Regions from separate parts of the Mus musculus genome. Here region 2 is linked to region 1. The links are chromatin contacts, called in public HiChIP or PLAC-seq maps. All regions are on one chromosome and are shown on one strand. The core of a region is the stretch at or near the end of the contact, and the rest is flanking DNA. Distances in the headings are between cores, read along the strand shown. Region 1 has its middle 20 kb from the start of Gm8817. Region 2 has its middle 14 kb from the start of Gm39549.

Region 1 (7,825 bases), core at 1,811-4,310:
GCAAGCAAATCCATCACTTGGAAAGTCGAGGAGGAAGATCAGAAGTTCGGGGAGAGTTAATTTTACAAATAGCTTTGAGCTCCATTTTGAGGGAGAAAGATGACTGCAGTCCTTGAGTGGAGTCAGAAACTGCACCATCTGTCAGGCACCATCATCCACAACAGCCTGATACCTGACTTATTCCTGGGAATAGAAAGGGGGCCACTCTCTCAGATCAACATGGTGAATTGAGACTGGAGGGGTATATGGGTGTGTGGAAATCATATCAAAGAAACAAGGCACAAGAATTTATCAAATACTCTAGACCAATAAAATGGTCTAATTCCTCCATATGACAAGGTATACTTGACTTCACTAACTAACCATCTACCTGTTTGCTTGTTTAGATCTATATTCAAAGCTGCCATTTTCTGCCCTCAGACTTCAGTCCAGTCTTTCACCAAGAAGCTGAACTCTGCACTTTCACTCTCAAACCCTAACTTCAGCAACTCCAGCAGCAGCCCTTTCTGGTTGGTCTCCTTAGTTATCTTAAAGGTAAAGGCTCTCAGCGCAGTTACACAAACCTTTGGTACACTGCTGCTGCCTCTTTAACACGTATTCATTGTGTAAATCATATATATGCAGGTAGATGTGTGATGTATGGTATGAGAATCAATAATAGTATAATCTAACGTAAAATTTAAACAAAAAGTCCTGCATTCATTCGCCTTGGCCTGGTTTTCCAGTTAGGTGAGATTATATGACAAATTGCTGACATTGAAACCATTACACCTTGTGATTTTATTGCTTTCCAATAAATTCTGACATGTGGAGAGACACACATTTTGCTCATCTTAGTTAACTTCAATTGTCAACTTGATACAGCCAGGGTCGTACAGCCAGGAGATTTTCAACTGAGCAGTTGCCTAGATTAGCGTGGTGTGTAGGCTTCTCTTCAGGGGATTGTCTTGATCATTAACTGCTATAGAAAGGGCCAGCCCACTGTGGTCAGCGCCATCCCTGGGTCAGTGGTCCTGAGCTGTATAAAAATGTGAACTAAGCCTGATCATGCAAGGAAACCAGTAATCAGTGCTTCACCATGGTTTCAGCATCAAGTTTCTGCTTACATGCTTGCCCTAATTCACCTCAATGATGGACTGTGACCAGGAAATACAAGTAAATTAAATGCTTTCACATACACCCCCTTCCCCACCCCAGTTGCTTTTGGTCAAGATATTTGTCACAATAACAGGCTGAAACTAGAACAATGCTTATCAATGTTTGTGCATAGGGCTATCACAAAGAAACAATGGTTATAATCAAGAAAGACTTCAGCCAACAGGAAAGGGGAGAGGGGTGGGGGTGGGGTAGGGAAAGGCTGGGCATGGTGATGTATACCTGTAATTTCAGCATTCAGAAGGCAGATGGAAGAGGATCTCTTCATGGACTCCAGAATTTCGCGTCAATCTGGTTTACATAGTGAGTTCCAGGCTAGCTAGGGCTGCGTGGTGAGATCTTGTCTCAGGAACACCGCGCCCCCCCCCCCCCCCACACACACACACTCCAAGATCTCTCAAACACTGGACCACCAACCGGACAGCATACACCAGCTGATATGATCCCCAACACATATACAGCAGAGGACTGCCAGGTCTGGGTTCAGAGAAGATGGACCTAACCTTCAAGAGACTGGAGGCCCCAGGGAGTTTAGAGGTCTGGTTGGGTGGGAGGTGGCAGGTGGGGACATCCTTGTGGAGACAGGGGGTTTGGGAAGAGGTACGAGATGTGGAACAGTTCAAAGGATGGGCAGGAGGGGGGGATAAAATCTGAAGTGAAATAAAGAAAGAAAGAAAGAAAGAAAGAAAGAAAGAAAGAAAGAAAGAAGGAGAAGGAGAAGAAGGAGGAGAAGGAGAAGGAGAAGGAGAAGGAGAAGGAGAAGGAGAAGGAGAAGGAGAAGGAGAAGGAGAAGGAGAAGGAGAAGGAGAAGGAGATTGGTCTTGTTAGCACATCCCAGCAATCCAATCTCTCAAAAGGTGAAGGCAGGAGGATCAAGAATTCTAGTCATTCTTGGTTGTACAGCAAGTTTGAAGCCAGCTTCAGATACATGAGACCTGTTTCAATAATTATGAGAACACACACATGCACACACACTGGAGGAGTAGAACTGTAATGTAAACATATAGGAAACTAAGGTAGGGGTGGTAGAGGAAGAGGGAGATATGGATATGGGAGGAGGATAAGCTCAATATATAATATATACTTGCATGAAAATGGCTGAAATGACTATAACTGATATGGTTAGCACAGCTTAAAATTAATTTCATGTGCAAAAAAAAAATCACTTAACTAACTACATGCTTGAAATGGGTGAATTTCGTGGTATGTGAACAACATTTCAATAAATATTTTTCTAACAAAGAGTTGTAAATTTTGGATGGATGTCATTGATTGCACACAAATCAGGCTCAATAAAGCCAATGTACAAAACAAACAAACGAACAAACGAACGAACACCAAAACCACATAAGGGTCCAGTGGTTTGGAGGAGGGACTCCTCTTCTGACAGGAAAGAGAGAAGAGTACAGACACAGATGGCCACAGTCCTATCAGCTATTGAGGAACTGTGCTGTGAGAAGAGAGTGACTAGCCACCCTTGATCCAGATGTTTTTTTCCCTTTTTATAAGCATTAGCATCCCAGCCAGTCATACACTCACTCCCACATCCATGAGCTCACTGACATATCTTCATGCAGCATGTGTGCTCACTAGGCAGAATATGTACCGGGACACACTTTCCCCATCTGTGGCTAAACTCAGTCAGCCTTCAGCCTGTTGGTATTTCTGTCACACAGAACCCAGGTTGCCTTGGCAGACAACTGGCTGAATGTGTGTGTTTTTTTCCTCCTCCCTTTAATCATGGGTAGCTGCATAAACAATAGGAGGGTAGGAATAAAGGCTGAGTCAGAGGGCTTGGGGCTGGGAGGCAGGCTTGAATGATAGAGATCTCTAAGTACCTCCATGGTTATCAGCTCCTTATTTAACCGCTTACCAGAGGCTATTAGACAGTATTTTGCAACAACAAGACAGAACCATAGCAACCAGACTACAAAGAGAAGCCCAGACTTCTGGAAAGGGCTTGGAGTCTCTGAAGAGATGTTAGCATTTTGCAGCTTCCAACTTCTTGTGGTTTTTGTTTCTTTTCAGTAGCCACTGGAGATGCACCATGTTTCCTATTATGCACCCTAAAGTGAGGATTTTCTGCAGCTAAAAATGGGGGGCCCTCAGATTGGAATCCTTTAGCTGAAAGAGGGTTTAAATAGAATTTTTTCACTCACACATTCTTGGGATTGTATGTAGCTCAACAGGCAGAGTATAGGGCCATTGTGAGCAAACACTAGGTTCTAGTCCAAGCGCTTTATAAACAGGGCGAGGCATTGTTTGCCAGTAATTCCAGCACTCAGGAGATGAAGGCAGGAAGATCACAAATTCAAGGCCAGTTTCCATGATATAGCAAGTTCTGTGGCCAGCCGTGCTACAGGAAAACCTTGCTCCAAACAAACAGAAACCGAAACAAAGCTCAAAACAGAACAAAATCTTACTTAAGAATATACTTCTATTCTTACTGGGTAAGGACTGATTTTTTTAAAAAATATTAATGATACTCTCTTCATCTTTCTTAGTTGTCCCTCTAGCTTCAGCTCAGCTTGGTCTCCTCATGTCCACAAGGCCTCCTCCACTATTTACCTGTTTGCTCGGATTGATAGCTGAACCTGAACCCATTATTTCCTGATCCCAGACTCTAGTACAACCTTGAGGGCTTGGACAGGGTGGGGGGGGGTAGGGGGGAGGGAACAGGAAGTTGTTATTAAGTAGAGGAGCCAAAGCCTTGCTCCTGTCTACTTAAACGAAAATACTTTGTTCAAGTCCAGTTGAGGTTACATGGTGAGTTTCAGACCAGCCTGGATTACAAGGTCAGACCCTGCCTCAAAAACAGCACCAAGAACAAAGTGGATGGCCCTCCAAAAGAGTTGAAAGCAGTACTTGTACAGGAATGTTCACAGTTGCAGTGTTCATAATAGGCAAATGGAGGAAGCCTAATGTCCATCAGGACATTCGTACCTAAGCAAAATATGGCACAGCCACACAATGAAAGATTACTGGGTCATAAAAAGCACTGCAACACCAACAAATATTTGAGGTGATGTTTTTCTTTTGTCATTACACATCACACGTGTTTATCAGAATATCACACTGTATCCCAAACATGTACACACTTATCATGTGTCAATTAAAAGCAAAGTACCTGGGGGAGAGATAGTTCAGCTAGAAAACTGCTTGCTTTGCAAGCATGATGACCCAACCAATCTCCAGAACCTATATTAAATAATGAAGAGAAAAAGCCAAGTACAGTGGCATATACTCGTCCAGTGCTGTGTCCCTGAGGCTCATGGGCAGCCAGCCTAGCCTACTTTGGAAGTTCTAGGTTAGTGAAAGACAGTCTCTAACAAAAAGATGCATGGCCCCCAAGGAACTACATTTGAGGTTGTTCTTTGCCTGCTACCACATACATGGGTACATGTGAGTGAACATGTTGACGCACCTCTGTAACTCCAGCACTTAGGAGGTAGAGGTAGGGTGATCAAATATTTAAATTTAAGGTCATTCTTGGATTGAGAGAGGAAGGGGAAGAGACAGAGAGATAGGAAGACACACACAGAAAAAGAGACAGAGATGGAGACAGAGAAGAAAAGAGAAATGTGAGTAAGAACAGGTACAGGTAAGGACAGGAGCAGGAGTGGTAAGTAGGGTCAGTTGGAAAATGATTTCCCCTCCAGCCTCCAGCCCGATGAGGACAAGGATTGACTGCAGAGTGCTTTGTTGCAGGAGCCACTCCTTGAGCCACTCTGAATCCCAAGGAAAAGTTAACAAGTAAGAAAAGGTAGAATTTGGTTAGGAACCTAAAGGCATGATAAAGAACATAGTAAGTATTTACAGGAGTTTAGGAATAGCTTAGTTGCGGAGGCGTCACACATGATACATTATAAAGAAGATGTGAATTTACTCAGAAGTCAGAGGTTTTAGCCCCTGATTAAGTGACTATATGACTGTAAACTTGGTCAGGCCATGTAAGTTTCCCGGTCTTGGTTTGCTCATCTAAGTACATCCCAGAGGGATATGGCATCCCAAATGTTTGTGGAACATTTAATACATAACAATTGATTCCCTTCGGGCAAAAAGAAGGTAACTTTGAGATGAGCCTAGTGTTTCTTAGACTGGTCTCCCCTGAGACTTGTTACTAAACCCTTCGGTTTAACTGTAGATGTTCCCGTACTTCTAGACCAGGACCTATTCTTTCTTTTGCAGTGATAAAGATCATGGCCAAAAGCAAGTCAGGCAGGAAATGCTTTATTTGGCTGACAGTTTTACATCACAGTGCCTGTCAAGGTTAAGTCAGTGCCGGAGCTCCAGGCAGGGACCTGGACATGGGAATGAGAGCAGAGAGCAGAGAGCAGAGAGCAGAGAGCAGAGAGCAGAGAGCAGAGAGCAGAGAGCAGAGAGCAGAGAGCAGAGAGCAGAGAGCAGAGAGCAGAGAGCAGAGAGAGCAGAGAGCAGAGAGCAGAGAGGAGTGCTGCTTACTAGCCTGCTCTCTCCATGATTTGCCCACCCTGCCTGCATTCTCATAACACCCAGAACCACTTGCCCAGGGGTGGCACCTCTCACACCAGCCGCTAATCAAGAAAATACACTGCAGTCTGGCCTCCACACAAGTCTGATGAAGGCATTTTTCTCAATCGAGGTTCCCTCTTCTCAAATGACTAGATTGTATCAAGTTGATAAAAAGCTAACCAGCCCGGGGACAGAGGTTGTGTCCTCGCGGCTGTGTCCTCAATGAGTCAGATTGGGAGAGGAGGACATTAGAATAAGCAAGCAGGAAGCAGCTGTGATATAAACCAACAGGTCATGATGACAGTCACAGGAACCATGACACGACTCCTCTCGGACAATGCCTATTACTTACAGCCCTGATTTAATACTAAAGGGAGCGAAAGGGGACGATCCAGGAGGACGGCAAAGGCAATTTCTTCATAGCCATGCTTTTGAAGGGACTGAGCCTCTCTGGGAACCCCATAGAGAATTCCAGATAGTGTAAATACTCATCTGCTAGAATGTATTTTACTCTTTTCCCCCCTAGAATTAAGTCTAACTAATAAGAACATTTCAAATTAAAATATCATAGCATCCATTCATATGGACTGGAGTTCAGTCATGAAATCCATCCCAGGATGCCTTGTCATGGAGCACCCGAATACCTACATGATAGAGCAGAGGGCAGGACTATTTTGTTCCTATTTTTGTACTATTTATTATTTCCTAGCCCAGCAGGATACAGCACAAGGGCAGTGCTCTGTCGCTGATCTCATTTAGGGTAAATCCTGCCAATTATTCTGATATGTGACTTACTTTAGATTATTTGCTCAAACAAATATCAAGCTTTCATTCAGGTTTTCGAGACAGGAATGTCATCACACAGCCCTGACTGGCCTGATATGCACTATGCTTTCATAGCCTATCAACTTGTGGTGATCCTCCTGCCTCAGCCTCCCAAAGTGCTTGAATTATATATGTGCATTCCTGTGCCTGGTGGTAATGCACATTTTCCATATTTTCCTAAGAGTTTACCTACCTTGGGATAACACCTCCCTGTATCCAACCTTGTGAAGAACTAAATCTCCTTTGATGTTTTCTACACTACTGCTCCTTGGGGAATTCTTCCTGGCAGCTGACACTGGCTTATAAAACCTCAATCAAGAAGAATGCACATTCGTTGAGGTCTAACTGTTAAATGTTCCTTCTCCTCCTAGCAGCACTTGGCAAGATGTTGACTACTGAATGAATTCATAATTGTTTTGTTATTATAAATATATCTGAGATTTATGTTAATACTACAGAAAATATTATAGGCATTGTATAAGAAATGTAAGTTTTAGAAGGAAGGTGTGTATGTTCTAGCTCTCACTTGGGAATCTGGGTGACTCCAGGCTAGTAAGTTAAGCTCTTTCATCCTGGATTTTTTATTTTACTTTTTTGGGTTTTGTTTGTTTGTTTTTGAGAGTCTTAAGTATTGCTTGTCACAAATTTGTTATTTTGTGAAAGATGGCTTTGAACTCTTGATCTTCCTGCAGATACCTACTTCATGAGTAGGGTTGCAGGCCTGTGCCATGGTTGATGTCATGCTGAGGATAGAGCCCAGGGCGTTGAGCAAGCAAGGTAAACATTCTGCCTGCTAAATCCTCACACTACCGACCCTGTGCTAGTTGTTTAGAACAGGTTCTCAGTACATAGCTGTGGCAGGCTGGAACTGACTGTATAGATCAGGGTAGCATTGAACTTCTGACAATCTCCCTGTTTCTACCTTCTAAGAACTAAATTTTAAGTGTTTTTAAAATTAATCCTTTACATTAGGATATTTCCAAATCTGGCTTATTTTGCTTGGTGTAGTGATTTCTTGTTCTATTCCATTTTTCTATAAATGTCATAACTTCATTTTTCTATATGGCTAGATATAATTCCATTGTGCATATGTATGTTTAAGCACCGAGTTTCTTTATCCATTCATTGGACTGGATACTGAGAAATGTACACAGTCATATCCGACCTTAATATTGTATGCTATCGCTACAATTTGACTAATAGCAGCTGATAGGCAAGATGGGGTTTCTCTGTGTAGCCCTGGCTGTTCTGGAACTCACTCTGTAGATCAGGCTGGCCTCAAACTCAGAAATCCGCCCACCTCTGCCTCCCAAGTGCTGGGATTAGAGTGCCATCACTGTCTGGTTGCAAGACT
Region 2 (7,825 bases), core at 2,181-4,680, 130 kb after region 1:
CTACATCCACCAGAACAGCATACAAGAGCAGGGAAGGTTTCACTTCCTTTCTAACCTTTATAGGGCAGAAAAGCACAATTTAAAAAATGCTGTCTCTGGGGGAGTAGAGTCACTTCCTGGCTGCTTTTGTCAAGAGAGGCCCTGCCGTCTGACATGTCTTCAAATAGAATCAACAAGCACAGTTTATTACACCTTTCATGGGAACATTTAAATAATGTGGGATTTTATTTAAAATCATTTTCCCAATATTTCAGGGACTCTCATAGCCAAAAGGATGATATAGCCTTGGCTAAAATAAACCTCTCTGTAAGGTATTCAGAGAGGTTTTAAGGATTCTACTCATGGGCAAACAACTTAAGTAGCCCTAGTATTCAGAAATCAAAAACAAAGCAAAAAACCATGGTACATATCTGTTACCCCAGCACTTGGGAGACGCAATCAAGAAGATCAGGAGTTCAAGGCCATCCTTGGCTATATAGTGAGTTTCAGGCCAGTTTGAGTTAACCTGGGTTAACAACAACAAAAACAAAGAAATAGAAAACTAAATTTGCATCGGGCTCTTGGATGTGGAATGTACCACAGCTGGTACAGATGTTTTACATTGGTTTTTCCTTCAAAGGCAAGCTGGACAGAGCCCCTGTGGTGGGTTCTTTGGGCTTCCATAATGTCCGAGACTAAGAAGGACAAACATAAGCAGGCTTCCTCTCTGGAGAGGCTGCCTAGCATACATGCAACTTCTGCTGTCAAAGATTCACTTCCTAGTTGTTTTCCTGACAAGAGCTGAGCAACTCTTTGGTGTTCTGCCTGGAGGTTTGGCCAGCAGACATGATCTTTGGTTCAGTTTGAACCATAATGCAAGAAATGGAGTTGATGAGCCATTCATTGTTGAGAGTGGACATGATGGACTTCAGGAACCTTAACAAAATCATCAGTTTTGGATAGCCCTACAAAATCTAGTGAACGTGGCCTCTTGAACCTGGCACGGTGGCACAAAGAACACCATGAGCAATGAGCTAACGGCATAAAACCACTTCAGGAATTCTTGAAGTCCTGTGCCTCCTGGCAGAAAACCCCTCAGCATCTTGTATAAGACATCAGAATTCTCTGTAATATTATAAGGTAACCCCAGCTTCTACTACTAGTGCTGAAAAGAAACAAGTGTTTCTAAATTTCTCCATTCATTTTCCTATGCCTTCATGGGCAGTGATTTTAATTTTTCTACAAATTAAACTTTATATAATTATTCTAATATAGAAATTATTTGGAGTGCATCTGATAGCATAAACTTTTTTGCTCACATAAACTAAACAAAACGATAAGTGCTCCAGATGGAGTTGGGAAGACAGGTCAATTGGTGGACCTTGCAAACACAAGGACAAGTTCTATGTCCCCACAAACAAATAAGACCATGTGTAGTGGTTTGTGGTTGTAATCCCAGTCCTGGAGAGGTGGAAACCAATCTGTTGTACACAGCAGACAGCCATCATAGCATAACCGTCAAGTTCCAGGAAGCCGGGCGAGAATATCTTACGAATAAAAGAGGTGGATGCTGTTAAGAGAACTTGGATAGTAAAGGCACCTGCCACCAAGGCTGACAATCTGAGTTGGATCTCCAGAACCTGCTTCCTGAAAGTTGTCCTCTGACCTCCTTATACATAGTTTGACATGCATGTATACACTCCCGTAAACACTCAAGCAAGCAAATAGATCGATCGATCGATAGATAGATAGATAGATAGATAGATAGATAGATAGAAATATTTCTTAGAAGATGGATGGTGTCTGAGGATTAATATGCAACATTGTTTATAGACACACACACACACACACACACACACACACACGCAACAACTAGTATTTAGGAGGTGGAGGGAGAGAAGTATTCTTTAAAATAAAATAGTAGTCATCAAATGTGAGAAAAGTTGGTAACACAGGACATCAGTTCCCAGATCTGAGCATAATTTGCAGTATATATATAACAAAACTTTACTTGTGTCCACTGTCTCTCTATTTCTGATAAATCTACTGACAGCCTGCACTTTTAAAGGTATACCTTGGCTGTAATGCTTAGCATTAGATAGTAAGGCTTTCTTTAAATTCTGATTTGTCACTGATGGTTAGAAAGAAATGAATCAAATGAAAGGGGGAAAGCAGCAGCCTAACACTGGCTGAGCAGAGCATGGTGCAGGAAGTACGTAGGTGAAACCAAAAACTGGGTTCAGAGAGGCAAACTGCATCCGACTAGCTTCTCTCGATGCTGCCTTCCTGAGAACAGTCGGGTTGTTTGTTCTCTTGCCCAGCAGACACAGAAATAATCCAGCTAGAGAACTCATCTGCTCTTCATAGAAGCCCTTGGTTTGACTTTTCGTGAACTAGAAAGAGACTTAATCACATTTGTGGATGGAGCAAACAGAGGAATTGTAGTCTTGTCCTTTTCCAGAGTTAGTCAACCTACCCAGTCTTTTGAACTAGGTTTTTTTTTTTTTTTCTGAAACATAAAAGAGAGCTACGGCTATCAGTACAGCTCTGAGCTGCTATATGCTCTAAGATTTACGGGCTTTGGAATAATCTCTCAATAAGGTCAGGGCCACTCTGTAATTCACTTGTATGTCTTTCCTACTATCATAGTCCATGCTTCATCAGTGTGTTTCGAATGAATGAAGGCAACCTATGACCTTTCCATCTTTTGTTGTGTCAGAAAATAAATACATATAAAGGAATGGCTAAACAGTTAAAAATAGATACATAATGAGCCCATGTAAAATCCACCCAGACCTCCCCTCCCCCCGGCTCCAGTGTAGAACATTTAGATGTCTGGTAGTTTCTGGATAATTCCTCCATCATACTATTTTCTATCATTATCTATGATAAGGAATGGAAACATGGAAATATTATTTACAAGGATTACGAGGTAAGGTAAAATATGATCCACTACCTTAGAGTCTCTTGCTTGTCACTGACATCTAAGAACTTGAAATTTTCAAATAAAATTTAGTAAGATCTGGACATCGTTTTGGTCAGTTTGCTAATGCTGTATATGATGGAAAAACTCAGAAACTCAAAACTCAGAAGCTGTTCATGCCATTAGCTTGCTTCATTGATCTCGTTCTCCTTTTCCCTCTCTCTGCCTCCTCCCCATCCAACGTCTCTGTCCTTCCACATAAGGTCTTAGAATACTGATCTTTTGGAAACACTATGACAGAAACTTCCCCAAAATCCCTTTTCAGGAATTCTGGGGAGACTTAGTCACCAGAGCTGGAGTACAGCCCCTGCTCCCAGGAATTTTCCTTTCCCAGCCTCCTCAGACACCACCCACAGTCACAACCACACCAGTCACTCGAAACAGGCTCTCCGAGCAGTCAGGCGCTCTACCCAACACCAGGCAAGAAGCCCTTCTAGGGGAATAAGATAACAATAGACAGAAGACAAATCCTGCTCTGTACCAGCACGCCTGTCAGCCCCATTGTTTTGAGAACAAGGACAACTTGGAGCTATGCATTCTCTGCATATCGGGAAGTCTGTAGCCAGCGTTCTGGAATTGTTTCTTTCTTTCATTTTCCAAGGACATGAACAAATTTAAAGTGATTTTTTTTTTTAAATTTTGGTGAGGAAGGAGGTTTCTTGTTTGGGCTCCTTCTTGTTTCTTCTCCCCTTCTTAGAAGAGCTATGGCAAGCTTTCACCTCAAAACTAAGTAGATACAAACTATTAAGTGCAGCAAGTGCAGGTCCTGGATTTTATATTTGTATTTCCCATTGCCAGGTGTTCTTGCATGTCAACTTTCTCTATGGGTTTTGCATTAACAGACCTTATCTGACAGTGGGGAACAAGGGACGGGCCACTTGGGCAAACAGAATGTTTGTCGTGGTAAAACAATTTTGTGAGTAATATTAAAGGAAGAATCATTTGGCTAAAGAAATGAATTGCCTTTAAGAGGAAGAGAATCAAGTAATTGAGTGACTCAATTACTCAAGGACTCCTGTCCAGACTAATTCAACTAATGCTTACTGAAGGTGCGTTCACAGACAGGATCTCATCTTGTGTCAAAGGACTATTTAGTGAATTAACTTGTTCTTAATCATCAACAGAGTGTGGAAAAGAAAGAAAACCCTAGAGTTATTTACATTCTAATTTCTCACTCTGTTCGGGCCTCTTTGTTAACATCTGGAGATGTTTTATATTATTTTCTATTGTGCAGAAATGCCTATATACATGCAGATGGAAATCCAATAGCTATAACTGGTATCTATTTGCCACTCAGTAATGCTAGACCTTTTACAAGTATAGCCCTGTTTAAGGTGCCAGAGATAGATTGCTAGAATAATGATAAAATGACTCGATAATCCAGTTTTGGAGGCACTACAAAAGTGAACTCACTTATATTGTCAGAAAATGTGAGAGCTAAGACTAATATTATTCTACTTTGATTCTTTATTTGCACATAGTGTAGTAGCCCGAATCCCAAAATGGTGCCTATGATTGCTAACCTTTCTGTAACTTGAACGGAATTGGAATCACCTAGTAGACACAGCTCTGGGTATGCCTGGGAGGGTGTGTCAAGAGCGGCTTAATTGAAGAGGGAAAGGAAATCCCTTTCCTTGCACTAGGGTCCTGGGGTGAATAAGGAGAAAAGTAGCGTAACCATCAGCACTCGTCTCTCTGCTTTTTGACTGTACGTACAATGTGGCCAGTCAACTTGAGCTATACTTTTTCTGTTTACCCTCAAACCATAAAGGAGGGGAAAAAACAAAAACAAAAACAAAAGGAAATCCTTTTACCTTCTATCACAGCACTGAGAAAAGTAACTAAAAGTACGCCCAAGACCTCAGCATCCTGCTGTTGTGTCATGATTAGGTAATGCTTTCATAATGATACATCTTATAGCAAGGGTGAAGAAAATCTGTGAACGTAATTAATGTCCAAAATTAGTTGACTTCAAGTAATCAAATGTGGATACCCTTTAAAAGAGGACTTAGGTTTGCTCTCTAGGCATGGTGGCATGTGAAGTAATCATGAAATAATACCTAATATTTCAGTTCTTGGAAGGCTGAGGCAGAAAGATGATGAGTGTGGGGCCGGCATGGGCTAGTCCTTGGAAGAGGACTGACTTCCAACTTCATAATTATAATATAGTCTCAGATGACTTCTTAACTGCAGTCATATAGGACCCTGACACAGGGATCCAGCTAACACATTTCTAAAACCATATTGAATAAAAATTTTGAGATCATGTATATGCTGTTTCGAGTGTCACTTATCTGTGATAATGGTGATGAAATAGTATATAATTTTACATAACTGAGACGAAAAAGGACCTCAACCAATAGTTTACAAAGGAATATCTAGAAATGAAGGGGGCAGAGAACCTGGTTGGCACCAATAGCTACCAGGGAAAAGCAAGCTAAGGCACAACAACACTATTCTGCTCCCTGATTGGTCTGACCGAAGAGCTGAAATGGAAAGGCCTGACAGCATGAAGTGCTAGGGAGGATTTAGAGCAAACAGACAGTGTCTTCAGAGTTGACACATTCAGCCATTCTGTAATACAGCAATGCCAATTCTAGAAATTTATTCAAAAGGAAAAGAAATAAAATACTTGTTATTTTCTTGTTTGTTTGTTTGCACACACATGGTTTATATGTAGGCAAGACACATACATATAAAAAAACAAATATTTCTGCATTTCAAAACAGAGAAAGATTCAGGCTGGCGAGATGCAGTGAGTGAAGGCACTTGCCACCAAACCATTCTATCCCTGAGGTCCACAATGTGGAAAAAGGGAACAAATTCTTATATATTGTCCTGTGGACAAAAAGAGACCTTAAACCAGTGCTTCCCAATCTTTCTAACACTGCAACCCTTTAGTTCTGGTGCCCCCCCCCCAACCATAAAATTATTTTTGTTGCTACTTCATAACTGTAATTTGGCTACTGTTATGAATCATAATGTAAATAATGAGAACTGCTGCCTTAAGCCTTTTTAATGGGACTTCCAAAATCTGCTTATTTTGAAAGAGTAGGTATCCAAAAATCAACTTTATTGTTTCTTATTCTGACTAGAGTCAAAGCTAGATGTCTGTTTCCTACCAGGCAGTCTTCAAGGGTTCAATGGTCAAATACTGGACCCCGCCCCCCACCTCTGCTTTCACAAAGAGAAACGAGCTAATCTGTAAAGAACACACTCTGACAGTTCAGAGAACATGTTTTCAAACTTTCTGCTCTGTTCTCCAAACCTTCCTGCTACACAGAGTTTAGGCTTTTGATCATTGGGGCTTTCATTCTTCAGTTGGTTAGTTTGGGTTGGAAGTTTCTCCCCAGATTTTTCTTTATCCCACTCAAGCAAAATGCTCTGTTAGAAGTTGTGTCATACAACAAACTGAGCTGATTTGGTTCCATGTTAGTTCACTGTTGTGATTTCCACATATCTACAGGTTTCGTGTTATGCATCTATTGTCCTGCAAATATCTTTGTGTAATTAGAAGGCAACAACCATTTTTTCTGGAATGAAAAAGTGAATATCTTTTCCTTTCTTTCTTTTTTTTTTTATTTTGGTTTTTTGTTGTTGCTCTGTTGTTGTTGTTGTTGAAGGCTTGGAGAAAAGTTGTAAAAGTCCATGCTGTCTGCTGTCCTATGCAGGGCAGACCTTAGAGATCTCCCTGTCGCTAAGTATACTTACAGCAATCCCATTAAACACTCGGGCCACATTTTCAAAGAGAAAACAACCTGAAATTTTCTTGTGAAACTGGTTCTGAGTACATTTTTTCATTTAATACAATACACCCAATCTACAATGTACTTTATTGTTTTTACCAGTGAAGACCTAGATGGCAACTTAACATTACTACAGTGTCCTTTCATTATTTGACTTACCAATCAGTTATTAAAAATATCAGAACCCTTAGTTTTGATGGGTACTAATTAGCCAAGCATATTGAATTAAAGTTGTCATAGGCACTCTCAGGTCTGTCAACCTAAGTTACTAATGGGAAAACTCAAATGGCTGATTTTTCTGTGTTCAAATATTGATTTGAACATATGTGTTATTCTTTAATGTAGCTGACCATCGCATCACTGCATTAAAAAGCAATCAAATCTAATTTTAAATGACATTAAAGACAATAATGTTTGCCTATTCTCAAACAACAACAACAAAAATCTCTTTGACTAATAGAAACGTAAGTGGCAACCTCATTTTTAACAACCCAGCAAGTCAGCACTAAACATAGTAATTTAGTACAGTCAGCATGCAAATAGCAATGTAGGATTTTGCCATTTATAAACGACAAACATCAAAAGAAAGCTGTTCATGATTGTTCTGCAACCAGATACAAAACTGTTTCCATTATTGTGAGTTGTCCTAAGGAGCTGTCAGAGGATTAATTGGTGCTTGCCTCTACCATTTATATGCCAGTGTAGTTATCAAGGTGAAATATGTCGATGACTAATAAAGAATTAAGGGTATCCACTTGGGCGGTCTGGCAAGAACTCAGTTTAAAATAAATACGAGCTCTCTCAAGATATCTGCCATGAGGAATGTTCTTTTTAAAGCTTATTGTTTATTTAATGTAATGAAGGGGATATAAAAAACTGAGGAGAGGGGTCTGTAAAGAGAATGTACAAATATTAAAACTGGCAAATGGAAAAAGAAAGACAGGGAAAGGACTGGGAAGCCACATTCAGTCTTCAAGGTGTCTTGGCAACAGTGTCATTTAAACAGATGAATGCTCACCTAACCACAACACCTTAGTTTAACCAAGACTCAGAAAGAAATCAACTAGAATATATACATCCTAATCAGATAGAATAGAATAACACAATTTTTCTATTT

The links. HiChIP or PLAC-seq counts read pairs in DNA pulled down with a chosen protein or histone mark.
Region 2: an H3K27ac HiChIP or PLAC-seq map of extraembryonic endoderm stem cells shows a contact between it and region 1. The contact joins two enhancer-like sites. A contact is called at or near these places in 1 of 484 Hi-C or Micro-C datasets (embryonic fibroblasts) and 3 of 115 datasets of contacts at active chromatin or transcription factors (embryonic fibroblasts, extraembryonic endoderm stem cells and pancreatic cancer cells).

The regions. Positions count from the first base shown.
Region 1 is chrX:167,046,806-167,054,630 of GRCm38.p6, forward strand. No RefSeq gene overlaps it. Among named protein-coding and RNA genes, the nearest start is that of Gm8817, 20 kb to the right of the region's middle. Within about 2 kb of position 3,061, at least 96 of the 459 cell types and tissues checked have an H3K27ac peak or open chromatin away from gene starts, as enhancers often do. A contact at or near this core is called in extraembryonic endoderm stem cells and pancreatic cancer cells, where this site is marked.
Region 2 is chrX:167,180,376-167,188,200 of GRCm38.p6, forward strand. No RefSeq gene overlaps it. Among named protein-coding and RNA genes, the nearest start is that of Gm39549, 14 kb to the left of the region's middle. Within about 2 kb of position 3,431, at least 46 of the 459 cell types and tissues checked have an H3K27ac peak or open chromatin away from gene starts, as enhancers often do. A contact at or near this core is called in extraembryonic endoderm stem cells and pancreatic cancer cells, where this site is marked.